Linked DNA regions of Mus musculus: all the other regions are linked to region 4. Evidence: chromatin contacts called from public promoter capture Hi-C data. All regions are on one chromosome and are shown on one strand. The core of a region is the stretch at or near the end of the contact, and the rest is flanking DNA. Distances in the headings are between cores, read along the strand shown. Region 1 holds the start of Ildr1 (immunoglobulin-like domain containing receptor 1). Region 2 holds the start of Stxbp5l (syntaxin binding protein 5-like). Region 3 holds the start of Fbxo40 (F-box protein 40). Region 4 holds the start of Sema5b (sema domain, seven thrombospondin repeats (type 1 and type 1-like), transmembrane domain (TM) and short cytoplasmic domain, (semaphorin) 5B).

Region 1 (5,093 bases), core at 258-2,757, 1.2 Mb after region 4:
TATGGAACAAGACCCCCACACCCCCCCCCACACACCCTGCAAAGTAATGCCTCCTCCTGCTGCCATGATGTTTTCTACCCTGAAAGAGCCAGAGTGGCTCCTACACACTCTTCATAACCTGCCTTTGGCCACATACTTCCTGAATTTACTTCCTATTTTCTGGAAGTAAAGAGACTATAGGAAAAATATTTAAAGTGAAGAGGCCCATTGAGGGGACCAGAGGACTAACCCAGAAGCGTGTGTGTGTGTGTGTGTGTGTGTGTGTGTGTGTGTGTGTGTGTGTGTGTGTTTCTACAGATCTAGGACAAGCCTGCTTCATTGGCTAGGAAGGGGATAGAGAACACTAGCAGCAACAGTGAAGAGAGTGTCCTTGAAAGCCTAGCAAGACAAGAGAGGTAGGTGCTCTTGAGAAATAATAGCTGCATCCTGTTCAGTGACCAGGGTGGAGGCCTCCTGAGCTCTGTTTAATAGCACTTTATAATGCTATTCTTGAAGCAGGTGATGGGCAGGGGAGGCTGGAGGTGGGAGAGGTGAAAGGAGGAACAATCTTCTTACAGGAGAATATAGCAGACAATGAAAATCCCTATAAGGAAAGAGTGTGTAAACTGCCTTGCTATCTATTTACATTGCCCAGAATATGCGTGACTTTCCAAGTTAATGTCTTGATTGGTTTGATAAGGCCACTTTGCCTTTCTCCCCTTTCTTTTAGTAGTTATAAATTCCCATGGCCCTACTCACTTCCTGCCAAGGAACACTAAAGACTGGGTATGGTGGCTAAGAGAACTAGTTGTCCTCACTGGGTCAAAGGTCTAAACCTTGGTCTTGAGCTATCTGAGATCTGTGCATGGTTGCTGAGCTACGAGGAAAGATGGGTGGAAAACCTAAGGAAAAAATACATCACCACTAACCGAATCTATGTACAGTGAGAGAGGGTCTTTCTTTCTCCATTACACTTTCCCTATTTTCCTGTGAGCATGTGTTCATTTTATAAGCGTGGAAAAATAAATTTGCGGTCTCTGGTTCCTGCTCTACTTTTTAGAATCTTTAGTTTGAATAAAGAAAGACAAGAAGACATTAGGTATAAACATCAGAAGTGTACAGAAGTGTATTTTCAGTGTGTGTGTGTGTGTGTGTGTGTGTGTGTGTGTGTGTGTGTGTGTGTGAAAGGGAGGGGGAGAGAGAGAGAGAGAGAGACAGAGGGGGAGGGAGAGAGAGACAGAGAGACAGAGAGAGACAGAGAGACAGAGAGGTGCATCAACGAGAAATACTACTCCCTAAGAAGTTGCAGCCACGTAATTCTAGAACCAGGAAAGAATTGCAAGGGGTGAGGGTGACTTAGAAATTAGGGGAGCCAGTGACAAGTTCCTCCGCGCGCGCAGACGGAGACGGCTAGAGGCTCTGTTTCCTGCGGAGATGGGTCACCTGGCAGCCTGTGACAGGTAGGGCGGAGGCTTGCGGTCCCCAAGCCGGGGCGGAGCAGGAAACCGAGACAGCCCTGGGCTGGGGCGGAGCTCAGAGAGCCTCAGGTACCGGTGGGCTGGGCCGTACCTGTGGGGGCCAGAGGGGACGCTCCCGTCGCATAGTTCGACCTACGGGCTCCTCGGAGATGCGTGTCCTGGCCGGCGGCTGATGAAGAAAGACTCGCCTCTCCGGGGCCCTTGAGCCTCTGTAGCCAGCGAGGGGGCCAGCATGGGCTGCGGATTGCTCGCTGCTGGCCTGCTCCTCTTCACCTGGCTCCCAGCAGGTGAGCCCTGAAAAAAGGGGGAGTCCCATCCGGGGCCACACGAGACAGGAAGCCATTTGCCTGGCCCTGCAGAGCCGGCCACCCGCGGGGCGGTGCACTTGGGTAGCTCCTGGCACCGGGAGGTGCAGGGGCCGGATCGAGAGTCGGCCAGTGGGAACCTGTTGTTTTCTTCCTTTATTAGCCCAGGGCCTTCGGAAACATGCAATCAAAAAGAAACCCCAGCCTTTGGATTTACGCCCCAACAGGTGTTGTTAGATGCTTGATGCCTAAAACCGAATCTATACAGGCGAAATCACCATTCTTCAACTTCTTAATACCCCTTTCCCTGTCCTTTACCCCGTGTCAAACTTGCTTTCAGAGTGTAGATGCGACGACAACCATTTTGGCCCAGAGTACATTTATTCTTTCCTGACAAGTTAGATTGCGTCGGTAGTGTATGAAGGAGTGTTGGGCATAAATTTGAGTCTCTTACAGGCCATCCGCTAGTACCTGTCATTTGATATTTTCCTCCTTTTTGCGTCCACCTCCTCTTTATCAGCCCGTCCGGCTGCCCTGCACCTTTCTTTCTACCTCCACACTAAGGGTCTCACTCAGAATCTGAATGTCTTAAGGTACCTCTTGGAAACAGGGCAAAAGGTCTTGTCTGTGAGTGAGGCCGAATAGGAAAGGAGAGAGAAGGGAAGGCTCTCTGGGCTCTGTTCACATTAGCCTGTAGCTGTGACTCTGCAAACAAGAATTTTCATTTCCTTTGGACGGTCCACCCAGTTTTATTCCGACTCACTTCCCACTTGCTCCCCTTTGGGAATATCAGTTTGCTCGCCGACCAATTGGAAGCTTCAATGGTTCGTCCAGGCAGATGTAATATGAAAATGGAGGCAGAATGCCCTTTCTATGAGCTAGAGAGTTGCTCAGATGTAATCAAATCTCACGGAAACTAGAGTCTACCAGAGCTTAATGTTGGGAATAAAAGGAGGGAGGGTTGCAAAAGGGTAGGGAACCGAGAAAAGGCAGCATTCCTGTGGCAGGCTGGCTTTCAACTTGTTTGGCCAGACGGAGGCTTTATAAGATGTCTAAAGCTAACAACTAGATGCTGAACGTACACAGTGGACAGGAAGCATGTGTAGCCTCGTTAGGCTTTAGGTACTCAAACACCACCAGAATAGTTAACCAACTTAGACCCTAAGTGCAAATTTGTAAGAATTCTGGAGTTATCTACAGTCTTTTCTCCAGTATGTTGAATTTTTCTTCTCCAAGTCTGTGGCAGCTGGGGACAAAATTCCTGTTTGAGCTGCCTTAGGAAAATAGAGGTCTGCTTCCATCAGCCCCTGACATCATGTTTCCCAACCTGGGTCTTCTGATGGAGCAGTCAGTCTTCTAGACAGAACAAGAATGCCTGCAGATGAAGAACCTGTCAGGGTATAAACCCTGGTGCCCTAAATATTTTAAACTGCCCAGTTTTTTTGTTTTTGTTTGTTTGAACATTTTCAATGGGCATTAAAAAAATACAGCCACTATAGCCAAATATATACTAGAGTATCCAACACACTAACTGTAAAAAGCATGGCTCCAAGTCTCTGAGCCAGCCACATGATGTTAGTCGCTAGGCCCTTGAGACACGACAATATTACAGGGTGTGGTGCTAGCCTGGTCTTCCCTAAGTGGAAGTTGGTCGGTGTTTTACCAGAGTGTGGAAAGTGAAGTCTACAATGATTATCCAGGTTCACTTTCATTTCACAGATGAGAAACTGAGACCCCGGCACTCTGAGGGGAAATAGCTACTTTGACAGATATTGTCCCTGACTATGTGGCGTGCCATCAGTAATACTGCATCTGCTCTATGGACCAGTGATTCTCAGCCTGTGGGTTGAGACTCTCTTGGCGATCAAATGACCCTTTCACAGGGGTCGCCTAAGACCATCAAAAACACTGATATTCATATTATGATTCATAACAGTAGCAAAATTATAGTTATGAAGTAGCAACGAAATAATTTTATGGTTGGGGGTCCGCACAACATGAGGAACTGTATTGAAGGGTCGCAGCATTAGGAAGGTGGAGAACTGCTGCTCTAGATGATGCTTTTTTGAGTTTGTATAATAGATGTCTGTGTGACTCTGGTAATTTACTGAACTCTTTAAAGCCTGCAGTAAACATGGATAATAATATCATTTCATACAGTTTTTGTAAGAATTAATTAAAAGGCTTAAAAGTACTCTATATACTGCTTGTACAAAATGAAGGAGGCCTTAACCATGGTGATAGGACTAGCTATGATTTGGACCCAAGTAAGACTGTTTAAAGCTAAGCTTGAAGAAACTTACTTGTTCTTCTTTTGTGGCTAGGAAACACAAGGAACAGTGAGATGGCTGTTACTATAACAAAATAACTGAGGCAATCAAGTTGAAAAGAGGAAAGGTTTATCTTGGCTCACAATCTTAGAATTCTCAGTCCATGGTTGGTTGGCCTCATTGCTTTGGGGGCTGTGATCAGGCAGTGAATTCACATAGGGTCACATGGTAGAAGAGGCTGCCCTCTTCAAGGTGGCTAAGAATAGTGACAGAGCAACAGGATAGGACCGGGGTCCCAATATGTTCCTTGAGGCCACTTTCCAATTACCTTCCTCGAGGCCCCCATCTATTGAATGTTCTAGCACCTCTCAATGGTGCCAAACTGGGTCCAAATCTTTAACACTTGGGCCTTTGGGAAACACTCCAAGCCCAAGCTATAGCAGTGACTGTGTAGTTAGACTTCAAACTCTGCCTCTGAATACTCATAACTTTGGGTGAGTTGCTTCAACTGTTTTCATTGAGAAAATATGTAAATTTAGTCCTTCCCACCATTGCTGCCCATACACCCAGCCAGACCATCTCTTTTTGTGTGGCTTCCATTCAAACACAATAGCTATGGCATTGCACCCCCTCAAGAAATCCTAGGAATGAGCCCATTTCCCCAGTCTTTACCTTTTTCCTTATTTTTAAACTAAACATCACAAAATACCTTTCAGATAAAACTGTAGAGACATTACTTGTTTGCAGAGTCTTACAAAAACAATGCTTATCAAAAACTCTCCCACAACTTACAGTCAGAGGACATATGTGTGTGACAGTACAGCAGCGTGTAGACATATGTAAGGGTTATAATATAGAAACAAAAGGTTCACAAAATTCTGTTACTGTGTCAGATAAAATGATAACTAGCATGAAGTATTATTGATGTTAAAACTCAGAGACGATAATCTGCACACAAAAACTGTTGACTAGGCAACCGTTGAGTCGGTTTTCTGAAGACCAGCTATTCCAATTGCAACGCACTTATTGGAAACCCCTGCACTTAAGTGAGTTCCTTTGTG
Region 2 (5,659 bases), core at 2,992-5,491, 1.8 Mb after region 4:
ATTAAAAAGATTAAGTTTTAATGTATAAAGCAGTGTTTTCAAGATGAGTAATTTTCACAAAATTCAAATTCAAGAGGAGTAGTTGGTGTATGTTGCGAATAGCTGAGGCAGTGGGCACTCAAGGGCACATACTGAACCTAAAAGATTACAATAAACTGGTATGTTAGCCTGTCTCTCTACTCCTGAGCATTTTCCATGTATTATGAGGAACTTAGCTTTACATTCCTTAAGATCAACAAATACCCTATACCTGCCTAAGAGTATTACACAAAACACAAAATTTAAAAAAAAAGTATTGATTGGCAGTACAGCTTGTTATAATTCATCAAATAAACTTAAGTTAATAAAACATCACATTTATTTGTCTTAATTGATTTTACTGGAGTATAACAAAAGACTTTTGTTTCTAGAGAACTACTGCTCTCTGGAAACTAACATAGAATTCCTGCCAAACAAATCACATTGCATTCGGGTAATCACATTATTACAACAAAATGAAGTATAATAAGGTAAAATATGAAGTGAGGATAGATCAGAATGTATTTTCAAGACACAAATCAAGAAAGTAAGATGCAAGGAATGAGTACCGGGGATGGGAAATGGCACAAAATTCAGAAACACAGAGCAAATAGGATCTGAGGATTCAGATGGTCGAGGGAGGCTTGGTGGGGAACAGAATCTGGATTTACACTTCAGTTTTAGCCACAATAAAAAGATAAAAGTGTCCAGAAGGTGCTGATGTCTTATCATTCACAAAAGAATCTTCTCTGCACACTTGATCAGTAAGCCTAAAAGAAGTCCTCATCCCAATGACAGCTCTAATTTTGCTTTTTCCTTAATCTACTTTATATATCCATTATAGACTATGCTACCTATAATATAGTTACATAATCACTTTTTAAATTAACTGTAGTCCTAGTCAAATATACTATTGTGTTTTCCATACTTGGTGTGACTGCAGTACAATTACTGCATAGCTAATACAACTGTCTAACCTCATAGTTTATTTGAAACTTATTACCCTAAATATAAAGTATATTATAATGGCTATATTTGTTCTACAACAAACAAGGTATCTTTTCAACTTCAAAAATATAAATATTTTATCACCCCTCTCACCCTGTGTATTCTCTTCACCGTCTTGTCTTCTCAAATTCTAATAAGCTTTCTTTCATATAAGGAAAATAGAAATATTTATTCTCATACTGCAAATGCAGGAAACAAGGTTCCAAGAAGAAAAACATATCTTGCCCGTGATAATATGGCTGGCAAATGGCAGGGCTTAAAATGTTTAAAAAAAAAAACTTATTCATAGGCCATTGTCCTTCCTACCATGCCATATGTATCAGACATAGACCATACTTAACTTCTGCCACTTGTCATGACCACTCTTTTCTTAAGAAACTTGGAGGTAACCGTGTGCTGCACTTTATTTCCAGCATTTACACATACATACCTCTGAATTTATTTCATTTAAAAATTTCTCTACTTGCTTTACAGCCTCTACTGTTCATCATCCATCTGGTTTGAGTCTACCTGCTCTATACTAATTTTATCTGAAATAAAATTCTCCTGCATCACTATCACGTTCATTACTTGAGGGTATTAGGATTTTTTTTCAGAATATGGGAAAGGAAATAGAAATAAATAATCAAGACATGATTCTCCTGTGTAGCAATTCAAATTTGGCTTCCAGGGCTCTTTCACATATTTGTTTCAGAACCGCTATTAAGTTCTTCCTTAACTGATATAATATCTATTACTTCATATTGTATTCAAATTTCACACAATTGATTAAATCTATTTAATTCTAAATAAACTTGGGCCTTAAGTAAACTAATAACTATAGATTTGATGTTTTTATAATAAACTTTCTAGGAAGAGCTGAGACAATGACTGAAACTTAACCTGATTTTTCTTATTATGTATTTATATTATGTATTCAATCACATTTATAAAACTATATTCATTTATATCATACAAATGACTTAAAGGTGGTTTTTTTTCTCATATAAGTCATATCAAAATTACACTGAAAGGTAACACCCAAAAAGAGCAATGAAGAAAATATACCATCTCATAAAGTAATACTATAATATCTTTATATAGCAATGTTACATTTTTTTTTTTTTACTATTTCTCATCTTCTTTCCCTGTCCAAAATTCTGCTTGTTCATTGGAAGCTCAAAATCAAAGTATAATGGCCTAAATGTTTTCCTCTGAATCAGAACACGTTGCTTTGCTTTTCTGGGAATTCTGAGTTCTCACAAGAATTGAGCCCATAGGATTTGTATGCTTATCAAGGGTCTAAGATCCCTTTTTTTCTAATATCTAGAATTTTAGAACACTGTCACTGGGCACATTAATCTATTATCTACTTAATTCTAGCAACATGTTGAGAGCCTTATTCATTTTACAACTAGACAGAGAAAAGGAATAACAGTTTCTCAGAATGAAAACCCAGGAAGCCAAATGGCTGTCATTTCTCCTTCAGTTTAGTACGTATACACAAACGTATTTTGTCCACTTATTTGGCTTTAACACCTTGGAAATACTACTTTTTGTGTGTCTTTTCCTTCTCTTTAAAATACCATTGTTGCTTATAAACCGATGCCAAAGTTAATATCTAAAGTGTTTTTATTCATTCAAATCAACTTAGTACTAGGCTCTTTGATACTGACGTCTCAACAATTTCCAGCCCTGCAAATGTATGTGTGTGTGTGTGTGTGTCTCCTTGTTTCTTCACAACAGTAAAGTAGAAATATAACAGGCCCTAAAGCCAATTCAAAACTTACCTTGCAAATCTGGAAATAGTCTGAAGTCAGGCTTTCCTGAATTTCCTCTCTCGGAAGCCCTGCAGTCCCTCCTGGATGGACAGAGCCACTTCCAGCCCCACCACTGTTACTGCCACTGCTGCTACCACTGCCAGGGGAAGAGGCAGTTAAGCCATCCAAAACTTTTCGGAAATTAAACTTCTTCATTTTAAACACTGTCGAAAAATTAAAAGGAAAAGAGAAGTGGTCACAAACATGGAATTTTACGGGGCAAAAGCCTCTATCTTTTCATTAGTCAAGGCAGGAGTAGCTAGTCCCCATTTTATGAGCATTGGATGTAATCGACGGGGAAGAGGGGTTCGGGCTTCATGTCCTCAAATTTTAACTTTAAAAGGGATATCTTTATAAGATAAAGAGAACACAACTCCAAGAGCAACAGTATTCCTTCCTTCGCACATTCAGATTTTCAAGGGCTTTATCCCCAGCTGTAGCTATGCTTTATCAGCACTGGGGTAAAAATAAAAGGCCGTGTCATCATCGTCATTAGCATTATATCATCATTATTATACAATCAAACCAGAGCCCAACAGACCAAGACCCTATGGACTGTTCTGAAAGGGGGGCTTTCCTTCTTCAGGGTCAACTCATAAATTTTTATTATCGGAAAAAACGATGTTGTAGGGGAACCAGTATTTACTCTTCCACCATGTTTGGGGCTCCCCCCCACACAATCCCATCATCTTCAAAGCTTCCTTTTTCTCAATAGAAACTAGGGGACAGGAAAAAAAATGGCTTTTTTCCATCCCATATACCCAAAAACCTAGACCCCAAAACATCTGCGGTGACTCACGGCCACAGCCGACGGGAGGGGCGAGCGGGGACCGCCTGCCTCCACCTGTCCCCAGCTCCTCTCTTCTGCCCCTCTCCCGCCTCTGGTCTCCCGTGTCCCCTCCCCGCCCGGCTCCCCCTCTGCACAGCAGCGGCTCTCCGGGGGATGTGAGGCGGTGACGCCTGCGGCCCGAGTCCCGCCTCAGCCTGCGGGGCGCGCAGAGCTGGCTCTCTCGCTCCCTCCCAGCCAAGCAGGGCGCTGAGGCTACCACCGCGGGCTACGAGCCCTGGAGCCCTCACAGACAGCCGGGAAGCCACACGCACCTCAGACAGCTGCGCGGGCGCGCTCTCCCTCTTGCACAGGCACACACACACACACACACACACACACACACACACACACACACACACACACACAGGCGTGCGCACAGGTGTGAGGGCAAGCCGCGATGGGACAGCACGGGTGTCCCTGGGGACCCCAGACTTAGCACCTTCCTCAGACGCCACTAGCCGCCGGCCAGCCCGTGAGGCGGAGGGCGCGGAGGCTGCAGGCTCACAGGCGGGCGAAGGTCCAGCCCGGATCCGGCCGCTTCTCGGGTCCCTCTGGTCCTGGTGCCTGGCGCTCTCCGAGGTCCTAACCGAGCGGGCGGGTCTGTCTCAGGCTCCGCCCCCGCCGTGGGAGGTAGGCCCCGCCCCAGTCGGCCCGCACCCTCCTCCCTCCCAGACTCTCGCGCCGGGGGCGGGGCACTCTGGGCACCAGGGGGGCGGGACATCCTCTCGCCAATCACAAGCTCCACTGACCTAAGTCTTAGGGATTCCAGGCAGGAAAGAAGTTTGGGGATAGGTCAGAGAAAAAGCCAGTGACAGGAGGAGGGGATCATTTAGGAAAGTAGGTGATGTATTTGATTGACAGCCATACTAGCCAGTATGCCTTGGCGCCGTGCTTTGGGGGCTGTAATTGGTGCTACCTGTTGAAGGACGCAAGTGTGAATCAATAGAATGCTTGCAAGCTTGAGAACTTGCGCTCCGGGAGTCCCAGGCTGCAGAAAGGGTTACCTTAGGTCGTGCTCTGGACTGTATTGTGGACCCGGCTTTTGGACCGGGCTTATTTTGCAGCCTTCCCCCACCCCCCAGCACCCCTTGAATCTATTTCTGCTCACCAGGGCCAGGTGCATCTAATAGACGATCTCGCTGCCCTGCTATATGCGTTGAACGTAGATTTGTAAATAATCCCTACAAACTGTTAGTTCTCTCCATTAAGTCATCTGTACCAAAATGAATTGGTTTTCGGTGGAAATGTTGGCTTCCAAATCTTAAGGAAATGATTTGCCTACTTTATACAGCCTATGGAAATAGACCAGCGTTCCCCTTCTCCACATAGACAAATTAAATTTTTGAGGAAACATTTCTCTCAAATCATGACAAGATGCATCTTAAGCTTTTTTCTCATTTGAATCATTTTGGAAAATACTCTATTCCATACAGGAAAAAGAAACATCGCACCATTGTGAAGAAGGTGATGTAGTTCTGAGCCCTGACTGGCTTTTGGTAAAAGGCTCAAGGTCCATAACTAACTGTACACTTTAATCTAAGCAACAGGGATCATTAGAAATCGTCCCAAATATTTACTGTCCTACATCTTAGGTATGAAACACCACTTCCAGACCCATCCCTTTCTCTGTCAGAGATGAGAGGGGAGAAAGGGAAGACTTGAATGCCTTATGAATTACTCAGGCAAATAGCAAAGAAACCATGGCGATCAAATCGCGCTCAGATTTTCGGAAACTCAGCTCGGTATTCACATTCTCATTTTGAATGTTCTACTCCTTAACACTTGCAGCACTTCTTTTTGTAACCCTCTCACACTTTCACGGTCAAACCCAGATAGTGATTTTCTTAATAACCATTAAGGAGTAGAACTTTGTGCTTCTAGTTAATTTAGTACCTGGCACAGTATTTCTCTTAGAAAGAGCATTCAAAGGGCTTTAGACAATGGATTAGTTACTGGCTATAAGATAAAGATTTATGAGATGATATCTAACTTATCATGCTTGGGA
Region 3 (5,656 bases), core at 2,513-5,012, 1.4 Mb after region 4:
CGACTGCCTAAACAAATCCTGAAGATGGAGAAAAGCAACATATGTGCTTACATGGAAGGCAGAAATCTCAGGAGACCTTACCACTAGACAAAGGACTTCAGGTAAGTAAGGAATACTGGCATGAGAGAAATACTCTGCCCAAGAGAAAAAAATACGGGTTGGTTATCCAATATTAAGTGGTCAGCCCTGAAAACATGTAATAAAAGTAACATCATTATATGAACTGATCAGGTTGTATTTTTTTTATATTTGGGAATATACATGTACACATACACATGTGCACACACACATGTGCATGCACATATACACACATAGGGGTGGAGGTAGAGGTATGTAACAACAATTAAAAAGATGCCATGGATTGGAATGAAAACACTTAGAGGGAGGAAAAGAAAGGGGAGAAATAATGTAATTATGTTTTAATTTCTGAATTTTTTTTAAAATAGAGAACTTCCTTTTGCCACTAGGAACAGTGAGCATTTAGATTAGCAGCTTTGAGCAAATGCCACAACTGGCAGGTATACCCAGACGGTAGAAAGACCTCTGACCAGAATATTAATGGAGGGTATAAATATGTCTCAAGGAATATACTAGAATAGGAACTGGAGAGTAAGTGTCCCTAGCATAGAACCTTCAACTATACAAAAATATATAAAGAATAAAAAAAATTAAAAACAAATATTTAAAATGTAGTTAGAGATTGTACTGTTTTAGAAAAGTGGTGGCTATCAGTTCTCCTTAATTAATTAACAGGTTCTCCTGTTAATTAATGAGAGAGAGGAAGCAGGAGAGGAAAGCTGTTCAGCCCCTTAGGTAAAGGAAGCCTGCACTGAGTGGGAGCCACTTGCGTGGGTCTGACTGGGAACACACACTGAGCCCTGTCAGAGCAGTCACCAGGACTTGCTCTTCAGGACAGCTGCAGCTGTTCTGCTGTTCAGAGGTGTCTGAGAGGCAGAAAACCAGATTTCTTCCAGGATTTCTTCAACTTCAGTCCACATGCCATTTGCGGAAGCAGTCTTTATAGTAGAGTTCAGTGGACTGGGGGGAAGTCTGGAATTTCCCCAGGCAGTACTGACAGTCCAAGTTTTACATCTCCAATTTTCCAAGGCAAACCTGAGACTCCAAGGAGGACCATGTCTTGTGTGCACTCTAACACTCTCTGCTTGTAGTCTCAGGCTATGTTTCCACTGTTCCCAGATGCTAGTCTATAGAAATGGCAGCACCACCCAACTACTACACAGCTAGTGGAGGTGGCCAAAGGTATGCTAAGAGCTTAGATAGTACCAAGGGGACAGAGTCTGGGAGGTTAGAGGAGACGGTTAGGAAGTGTCATTGGGTCATAACACATAGTAGGTGTAGTTAAATCAAGTAAGAAAGAATGAGATTAACAGATCATTTTAACAGGGTTTACTCTGGTTTTAAAGTTAGTGACAAACAGGTTTGATGTCAGGGAGATATTTTTAAGCAGATGGCCCTTTCAGTGCCCTTCATGTGGTGTGCAACTATTCTGACTCCCCATGTGGCCAGCCCTCACAATAATGATTGATTTCTGTTCAGCTTCAGTGAAAGTGGCAAGGTTAGAGGGCCAAGATTAGAGGGCAAAGGGCAAAGGTATTTTTAAACTCCTAATTCTCTCACCCTCCACCTAGTCATTTAGTTATTCATTGTTCACCCACTTCCCTGCTATGAAGACATTTGACTCTAGAGAAAGAAAATGTATAAAGTTAACCATTAAATTCATCTCTCTACTCCCTGAGATTTTACCTCACCTAGACATCTGAGGATAAATCACACATATGGTTCACGGGCTTCCGGGCTGTGATACCAGCAACCTCCCCATGCCCTACATAACTGTGCTTCCCCGGGTCCAGTCAGCTTTACAATCTGCAGACCTCACATCTAGAAGTCACTCTGTCTTTAAATCTTTTTACTTACCAGCTTTGATTCTCATTGTCCATACTTATACATTGATATCAATGCTATAACCCTCTGTGGTGCTGGCTCATAAAGTATTTAACTGGGGTGACGGGCAACTGTTGTCCCCGTGATGACTTCTAAGCTAACATACCCAAGTCTCATAAAGATAGCAGCCCACCGTACATTTCTGATTCATTGCCATGGAAACCCTGGAAAAATTAAATGCCACAGGGAACTGACTGTGCCTAAACAAATAGGTAGGAAAGTAACATAGACTCCTGTATAGACAGATTCGGGGTTACTCCTGTACATTGGAGGTTATAGTGGGCTACAAGAGGGAGCTAGAAGTTAGGCATCTGAGTAGTTTGACTCAGCATTGATGGCTCGAACCCGAACACCACAGATCCCTTTCCGTGTGGGCCACTTCCCAGGATGACCTCAGCTGAACTCTAAACTAGAGAAACATAAGGAAATAAACAGGGCCCATTACTGTTGCTAACGTTTTTCATGCACATAACAATATATAGCAGAGGTTCTTAACTGGTGGAGTGTGGGGGGTCACATAAAGGATATTCTGCATATCAGGTATTTACATTATGGTTCACAACAGTAGCAAAATTACAGTTACAAAGTAGCAATGAAATAATTTTATGGGGGGGGGGGGTCACCACAACATGAGGAACTGTGTTAAAGGGTCACAGCATTAGGAAGGCTGAGATGCAGATATTCCAGGAGCTAGGAGTAGTCCATCTGCCTCTTAAGCTTTTAAAACCATGAATATCTTTCATCACTTCACTTCTGCTGCTCTGGGTGTACTCGCCTCAAGCTGGTCACAGTTTTGAGTTCGGGTGCCTAAGTCTGTGTATGATTTTCAGTTTTCACTTTCATGGCTGCTTCCCCCCGCCCCCCCCCCACACACCCCCAAGAGAAATGGGCGGGAAGGAATTGCCCTGAAGCAGTTTTGTTAGGCAAAACTGAGTTTCAGGTTGCAGGCAGAGTTTGAGCAGCCAGTGCTGTTGAAGTACCGCTGTGGTACATTAGACCGCGATGTGGCTCAGTAGATGGAATTTAAGCCTTGTGACCATGACTTGCAATTAAAGCCACAGAGGTGGTTGGAGAACAGCATTGCAGCGTTTGGACTAACCCTGGGTGTCTACTTTTTCCCTTACCACACACTGCCCTCCCCTGTCACCACTGTGTGACTAAGGTAGCACTGAATCGCTCTGGTTGACTGTAGTAGAAAACCTAAACCGGCAGAAGGCTGCTGACATTGCAAACTGCTGTAGGATTTAAAATCCAAAACACCTTACACATGGCCAGGGCTTTCCATTACCAACCTTTCCCCCATCACCCACATGTAACAAAGTTTAATAACCTACCTTCCACGGTACAAAGGAAATGCACAGTAAGCCTCGGTCCGGTCCACCCATTTATCATCTAAATAACCTGGGTCACACCTGCCGGTGTTTGAAAAAATCTTACCTAAACGGTACAAGCTGGCTCAGCATCCGCAGCTACCAGCCCTTTGCCGTTGATCAAGCAGGTCTGGAGGAGGTGGGTGCCGGTGCTTCCGCTGCAGCAGAGCACCCAAGTTCTGTTGGAAAGGCAAGCGAAAGGGAGAAAACGCCAACTGACATAGTTCAAGCGTTTCAAAGTTAAAAATAAAACTATATCACAGGGCAATGTGACCGGGCTCAGCTTACGACCTCTTTCGTCTCTGTAGGTTATCAACACTCAATGTCTAAGTGCTGGAGGGGCAGAGGAGAGCCCATGGGAAAGTAGCGCTTAGAGCAACCCCGGACTTTGTTTCACAGAGGAGGGAGGAAAGCCTTTGCAAGAAGGGTCAGAGCAAGGCCAACACAGCCTGAGTCCTGTGTGTGCCGTGGGCAGGTCCAGCTGTGTCCAGGAGCTGGGGGAGAAGCAGCTGGCCTCTTGCTCTAATTATAACCCTGTGTTCCACCCAAGCCCCTCACTGGCTGAAGTAGCAAGTTGTGCAAGGGACACAGTTCCATGCTTCTGCTTCTCCCGTTTCTTCTCAGGACAGGTTAGCATCTGCTTTCCTCTGGCCCTGGCCTTTCCCAGGTGGCAGAGAAAGGGAGAGTTTGTCATTCAGAAACAGTCAGTTAGCAAGTCCAAGGAACAGAAGTAGAAGTGGTAGGAGGCTTGGCTATCATTTAGTACAAGTTCCTTTTTACATGTGAAAAGACACAGGATCAGGGAAGGTGAACTATTACATCCATCACCACAAGGCTCAGAGCTAGAAGAAAGACTTCTCAAAGTCTGGGATTCTTCGTCGGATCCTTTTCAAGATAGTTCTTTCAACCTCTTCTTTGAAAAAAAAAATAACGTGAATATTATCTAGTGCATCAAACTGCTCAGTGTGGCTCCCTTTTGAATGTGGGTGGATCTTCAGAGTAAAGAGATGAGTTTATATGTTCTGCTGTGATGAGCAAGCCGTCTCTGAAATTCCCTCCACCCCGTTCTCTCATGCACATTTGTTTATGTGGGCAAGCTCATCTGGGTGAAAAGCCAGACAATAGAAATGATAACATTGTATCCATCTTGTGTTGCAGCACTTCACTGTCTTTGTAACAAAGTTTTCTTGCAGATTCCTTAGGTTGTAGATGATGTCTCAGTCACTTCCTTTCCAGACTGGCTGCCTTTTCTTTTCTTCCTTCCCCCTGTGCCTGGCCTGGAATGTCCTGCACTGTGTTGAACAGGGGCAGCAACAGGGGCTGTCCTGACTTGTCCTGGACAGCCCCTCCTTCATTGGTAAGTTGATAAGTCACCTGTGGAGTTTTTAGTGAATGAATACAAGTACCCTGTGAATCTCTCAGGCAGCTTTTGGCAGGTGGAGGCAGGGAATTAGTAGTTAGTGTCTAGTTTAGTGTCTGTTCTCATCATGAAAGGCTGCGGACTTTTACCAGATGGTCTCTCTGTAGCTCTTGTATTGCATTGATTGGTGTTTCTGTATTGAACCAAACTTCCATTTTTGGCTAAGCCTCATTTGGTCTGGTGCATAGCTTTGTTACTATTGCCATGATGGAACACCATGACCAAAAGCAACTTGGAGAGGAAAGGGTTTATTTCTTATTTATTCAAATGAGAGTTTCTTCCTTGATTGTTTCTCCATGTGTGATGCTGGGGTCTGAACCCAGGCCCTGGCCCTCAGCGGCCAAGAACTGCATTACCATCCCCAGCTTGTCCTCAATTGATTTTCATTTCTAAGTGGAGGAGCAAGTGATGGTTTGTTTAAACTTTGCTGTCTATGAGGAAGGAGGGCTGGCTATCTGATGTGGCATCCATTTAGTTAATCCTGTTATGCTTTAGCATGTGCTTGGAAAGAGTGTGTGTGTGTGTGTGTGTGTGTGTGAGTGTGTGTGTGTGTGTGTGTGTGTGTGTGATATTTTAACTCTTTGAGAATTCGTACGGTGTATTTTGATCACATTTGCTCTTCTCCTGCCTCTTCCTCCCATGTCTACCCTCTTTTGCCCTCACCTCTCTACCCACCCAAGTGTGAATTTCCCTTTTCTTTTGGAAACCCACATCATGTCTAGTTTGTGTTTCCCTACTACTCTAGGGTGTGGGTCCTGCTCTGAACTGTGGTTTTATATAACCCAGGCTGGCTGATGATGATCTAGAACTTCTCGGCTTGCACATGTGTGCCACTGTGCTCAGTCTGGTACGGCACTCAAGTGCTCTGTACATGACAGGCAGACACCAGCTGAGCTCCATCCCC
Region 4 (5,452 bases), core at 2,596-5,095:
CTGAAAGAAGTATGGGTAAATGGAGGGAGAGCATCATGGGATTCTGTGGGCCTGAGAAACCCATTATTGACACTCTCTCATTTTATCCACCAGACACTGCTGAGGTCTAGGAGGATATGAAAAGCTTGTTCCAGGTCATGCAGTTCCTCAGGAGCCTAGCCATCCTGGACCTGAGGCTTGAACTGCCAGTGTGACGCTGTTTCCACCACACAGCACACCTGCTCACGGTTCCTGCTTGGGCTCTCTCGGAATCTCCTAACCAGGGCCAAGTAATTCTTCAAACATAAATCTAATTATATCGCCTTGTGCTTTTTACACATGCTATTTCCTCTGCCTGGAATACTTTGCTTCCTCCCACTTCTGTCTGGCAAATTCCTGCCCCATCTTTCATTCCCGGTTAGAATAGCCCTTTTCAGGAAAGAAGTCCTGAGCTTGTCTGGTAGAGCTGGGCATCGGCCCTCCAAGTGCCCGTGGGGCGCTTGTCCTGGGGTTTCTCTTGAGCTTACTGGGGTTTACCCCCTTCACTGACTGCCTGTGAGGGTCTTCCTGTGACCTCTCCACCTCACATAGTGAGTGACACATTTAGAGGGAAGGAAGGAAGGAAGGAAGATCCCTCATGGTAGTTGAGGACAATAGCCAGGCTGTCATTTAGTGACACTTCAGTTCCTCTGACCTGAGTGTGCTTTTGGTTCACAAAGTGACAGTGACTTCTGAGATGGGCATTTGCTTCCTTGTCATCCCACAACACAACGAGCAGGCAATTCTGGGACCGCGAAACAATTTGGACATTATAAGTGATGGCTTCTTTTTTTGTTTTCAATTTTCTTTCTCCTATCAGTATACAACTGGCTGTTGTTTGCCTTTTGCTGTTAGACAAGATTTGTGCTTGTGCTGAGGCTAGGCACAGGCATTTGCACACACACACACACACACACACACACACACACACACACACACACACTGCCTCTCTTGGGAAAAGCTATACTATACCGGTTTTCAGAGGGAGTCACTCGGAAGGGAGAAAGGGAACAGCCTTGTCCTCTCAGCTTTGCCACCCTTGAACCTGAAAATGTATACTTCTTAATCTCTTGGAACCTCAGCTCTAGATAATTCGGGAATTTCTACATCAAGGGTGAATGCTAAGAACTCTGGTCACCCGCTACGTTCACTGCTCTTTGGCTTGTTTGTTTGCGATAATTTGGTATTAATTACTGTATTTACATTCAGCTTAATTAACAGTGTTCAGATAGGTGGAGGATGGCTCTTCCTAGGAGTAATTATTGCAGAGGTTATTGCAAAGGTCTAAGAAAGTGGCAGGAGCTGCTGCTGCTGCTGGAACCAGCGCTTCGGATTTTGTCCCAAGTACAATAATTCTAAGATTCTCTCCCGGCTAAGTTGGCCAAGCACCAGGGTATGCCTGGAGCAGGTGGTGAGCCAGGCTCAGGAAGAAACTGTCCCCTTTCTTAGTGTCCAGCCTCTGGAGCTCTCTGGTATTGAGAGTCCTTGAGTAATCACTGGTAATCAATACAACACAGTAGGATGCAATTAGGATTAATTAGCTCAGGGTTGCGAGCAGGCTTGCTCCTCAGCCTGTGTCTCTGAGTGTCTCCTTCTTGGCTCCTCCTAAAGATGATGATCACCTTTTCTGTTTCCCCCAGACAAGGGTGTCGCCTTTTCTCTTCCTGCGCCAACCTCCCTCCCCGGCTCATTCATAAGGAGAGGGGAAGCCAGGAAGGGGTGTGGGAAAGGCGGTGGGAAGACGGTGTGAAGGACGGAGGCTTTCCAAGAGACAGTGGTGGCCCGCAGAATCATCCAGAAGGCATTTGCCTATTTTCCCAGCCAGCCAAACAGCCTCCCCTCACTTCGTGCAGCTTATGGAACATTATGGTTTTGGTTTAATCAAACGGTGCTTCTAGGGCTTGGAGAGATGGCTCAGCAGTTCTCTTGCTGTTCTTGCAGAGGACCTCAGTATGATTCCCGGCATCCACACCAGGGGACTCACAACTGCAGATCCAGGGGATCCAATGTCTTCTTCTTGTCTCCACGGGCACCAGAACACACATGGCATACACTCACACAGACACACAAGCCAACATATAGAATGAAAAGAAATCTTTAAAAAAGATGTTTTATATTCCACATCTTTGTATCTTTGCCATGGTAAAAACAATCCTCTAGGGATTGGGAGTGTGGGGGAGGGTTGGGCCAGTGTGTATAGCATGGAAGAGGTCCAGAGATTCTAGAAACTGGCTTCTACTCTCCAGATCTCTTGGTCTGTGTAGCGCATACTGCTTCTTCAGAGCTGACCCCCGGCTTAGATGTGTCTGTGCTCAGACGACGCTTTCTCCCCATCCCCATCTTTGCATCTCTCTTTGGGTCCAGAATAGGTTTTATCTTTGTGAGTTCTTCTTTATGCAGCACATTACGAGCTTCAGCATTTTTCTGTTGCCCTAGAAAGACTATCTCTCTGAGGTCTGGTACTGTTTCCCTTTTCACAGCACCTCATAAAGGGCTTCCTTAGAGCACACCCTTTCTGTTCCACTACCCTGGAGGTACTGGAGGGAAGCATCCCGGGATTCCTACTGCCTGCATCCTGGGACTCCTACCGCCTCCATCACTATCTCCATCCTTCTGCATTTTTCCGAGGTTTCATTTTGTAACACGAAGTGCTTCACCTGGAATCGGTTCTAATTCTCCAAAGCATTCCAGAGAGACTCTTAGCGTTTTTATTCCCCTAAAGCATTATTTGGCGGTTTTCTCTGGTTTTCTCTTAGAAGCACACTTCTCTTGTTTTGATTGTTCAGGTCCTTTGTCTTTCCCACTTTTTCACTTCCTTAGCTCACCTTATTTTATAATTAAAGTACCTCTTCTGTTCAGCAGAGGGCTCCCTTTCCATCCGTGCTTGTAGCCCTAGCATCTAGGATTTGAAGCTTGCGCTCCTCGACTTTCTCTGTCGACACTAGATCACTTAACTTGGAAACAATCCCACCTAGCTTGGTGTGGCTGCGCTAAGGGTCCCTCTGCTGCGGACATTACTCCGTTCCTCTAGGATTGAACATTCTTTGGATACCCTCCCAGTGTTCCTGAAGCCATTTCACTCCCTGGATCCCCTGCTGGTTCTTCATACGAGGTTCGGTAGGGTGCACATCACTAACGTCAATTTACAGCCGAGGAAACTGAGACTTAGAGAGATTCACCCAAGATCTTGTAGCTTGTGAGGTTAACTAGCAACCGGTCAGCTCTGGCTTTTCGGTCCAGCCCAGCAGCTTAGCATCTCGCTGTTGCTGGAGTTGATTACAATCTCCCGGGTTTAGTACGCGGTCCTTTTCTCATTCATATTTCAAATCCACAGGCAGAAAAATGTTTCTACACAGCTAAAGGGGCTGGGGTATTGGGGACCCCAGGGTGTGTGTTGGGGGGAGAGCTTTCTCAGGCTCCAAGTTGGGGTCGGTTTGAGATGGGGATGGCAGAGAACGGTAAGGTAAAACCTAGCAAAAGATGGCAAAGGCTAGAGACCTAGGACAGAGGCAGCTTCTGTCCACCCATCCCCATAGCTCGCAAGCTAGGGGCCGGAGTTCTGCTAGGGGGCGAAATCGGGATGCAGGGCGCCCCCTCGCGCTCTCCCGCTCTCCTCCGGGCTGGCGGGTGAAGCGCCAGCAGTCGCAGGTCCTCTCCATCCCCCTCCTCCTTTTCTCCCCCGCTCCCCTCCTTCTCTCCTCTGGCTTCCAACTCCTCCCCCACGCCTCCCCCCCACCCCACCGCCTGCTCCCTCACTCTCCTCCTCCCGGCTCGCTCCGGCGCGCGGGGTCTGGAGCTAGTTGGAGCGCGGGGGTTGGTGCTGGAGCCCAGCTCCGCCGAGCCCCGCCGGTCGGCCGCGCATCCAGCGGCTGTTGGAGCAGCCGGAGCGCAGCCGGGCCCGACAGGAGTCGGAGACTGCGGCGGAGCGCTGAACCCGTAGTCCGGAGCCTTGCTGTTCGGCCGCCCCATTCCCAGACCGGCCACCAGCCCTCGGGTTCGTCGCTGTGGTCCGCACCGCCCTGAGCCCAGGGCCGCGGGGAGCCCGGCACCTGCGCGTGCTGCCGGGAGGTGAGTCCGGGAGCTTCCGGAGCTTTTTCCCTCGCCAGCTGGGGCTGTGAGTTGCAAACTTCAGCAACTAGGATAGGTAGAGGGGTGGGAGTCCGGGGGCGCTGGTAAGTTGGAGGCACGTTGGGGAGGCTTCAGGGGGCTGGAGCGCGGGTCCCGGGGCTGTCTGGGGCTACCTCGGCTGGGGCGCCACCGGAGCTGCTGCGTTCCTGACACCCGCTCGCTCTGGCTTCTGGCTCCACTGGGCTGCGATCAGCGCGTCTAGGCTGCAGCCGCGGCGGAGACCCAGATCGCGGGCCTGGAGTAGGGGGACTGACCAGGGAAAGGCTGGGGGAGCGAGGGGGCAAAGGAACGGAGACTGGGCCGAGACAGAGGTTCAGCAGAGGGCGGGCGGGGAAACCTGGCAGAGGAAGAGTGCGGGCGGCGAGGCGCGTGGGAACGCGTGGCCGGCCCAGAGTGTGAAATCTCCCGCGCAGGGACGTCCCCCATGCCGCCGCCACCAACCCGGCCCTCGCCTGATTCTTCCTAGACCCCTCCACCCCCTAGGCTACTCCAGCCTTAACTGGGCCCTTCGGAGCCCACAGTGTCCTCTAAGGCCCTGGATGGAGCAGCCCGGGGCCCCTTGCTCCTGCCTCAGCCAGTGAAGCGGGTGCGGCGGCGGGAACCTGGGACTAAAGGGGCGATTTCCTGATTTATTTTTCTCATGGTAATTTGTCTTTGTGATTGGGGCTGCCCATTCACTTTCCGCTCACGTCGTGCGGGAGATCCAGCGCGGAGGGAGGGATGGGGGGGGGGGTTGCGCTTGGGCACAAGGAGGGATGCGAACAGGAAAGGGGATCCGGGGACCCGAGCCGGCGGGAGCGGAGACAGAAGTAGCAGCAGGACCCGCGGAGAAAAAGCGAAGGTGAAGAGGATCGGCAGAACGATGTGGGCTCCGTTGCGGGCCTCAAACTTTAAAGAACCAGACGACCACCTGAAGCGCCGATCTCATCCCTTCTGGTTGCTTTACCGGGGCCCGGTTCTGAGTCGTCTCGCCCCGTTGCGCCAGACATGAGTAGGCGCTGAGTTTGGATCTGGAGCGGTGGCCTCGGGACCTTGCCCCCAGGCCTGCGATCCTCTTCTGGCTTTTGATAATTGGAGAAGAGCCTACAGAGCGCATCTGGTCAGCCCACCTTTAGTGGGCCATGCGCTCTTGGTCAGCCAAATAGGACTGGGGTATTGGAAGTTTGACTGTGTCTAGAACCTACACGATCCTGCCTTCACTGGCCCTAACTCCGATCTCTTTTCTCCACCCTTTTGTAAATTCAATCTCCTTCCACCCGTCTCTGCTCTCCCATTGCCTACCCGCATTCTGTACCGACTTGGACCT

Evidence for each region. Promoter capture Hi-C pulls out the DNA fragments that hold promoters and counts their contacts. Capture Hi-C pulls out chosen DNA fragments and counts their contacts.
Region 1: a promoter capture Hi-C map of stem cell-derived epiblast-like cells shows a contact between it and region 4, with 4 times the contacts expected there. The contact joins the promoter of Ildr1 here to the promoter of Sema5b in region 4. A contact is called at or near these places in 3 of 39 promoter capture datasets (HPC-7-derived erythroid cells, embryonic stem cells and stem cell-derived epiblast-like cells).
Region 2: a contact with region 4 is called in a promoter capture Hi-C map of liver, with 2.9 times the contacts expected there. The contact joins the promoter of Stxbp5l here to the promoter of Sema5b in region 4. A contact is called at or near these places in 1 of 39 promoter capture datasets (liver) and 1 of 9 other capture datasets (liver).
Region 3: a promoter capture Hi-C map of pre-B cells shows a contact between it and region 4, with 2.9 times the contacts expected there. The contact joins the promoter of Fbxo40 here to the promoter of Sema5b in region 4. A contact is called at or near these places in 7 of 39 promoter capture datasets (the 3T3-L1 cell line, 3T3-L1-derived adipocytes, the HPC-7 cell line and 3 more).

The regions. Positions count from the first base shown.
Region 1 is chr16:36,692,471-36,697,563 of GRCm38.p6, forward strand. Ildr1 (immunoglobulin-like domain containing receptor 1) reads left to right here and starts at 1,508. Exons shown (of 8, transcript NM_001285788.1): 1 at 1,508-1,744. The coding sequence starts at 1,690.
Region 2 is chr16:37,380,717-37,386,375 of GRCm38.p6, forward strand. Stxbp5l (syntaxin binding protein 5-like) reads right to left here and starts at 4,242. Exons shown (of 28, transcript NM_172440.3): 1 at 4,094-4,242; 2 at 2,796-2,989. The coding sequence starts at 2,981.
Region 3 is chr16:36,986,705-36,992,360 of GRCm38.p6, forward strand. It overlaps Fbxo40 (F-box protein 40), which reads right to left and starts at 3,763. Exons shown (of 4, transcript NM_001358217.1): 1 at 3,400-3,763.
Region 4 is chr16:35,537,517-35,542,968 of GRCm38.p6, forward strand. It overlaps Sema5b (sema domain, seven thrombospondin repeats (type 1 and type 1-like), transmembrane domain (TM) and short cytoplasmic domain, (semaphorin) 5B), which reads left to right and starts at 3,846. Exons shown (of 22, transcript NM_013661.2): 1 at 3,846-4,086.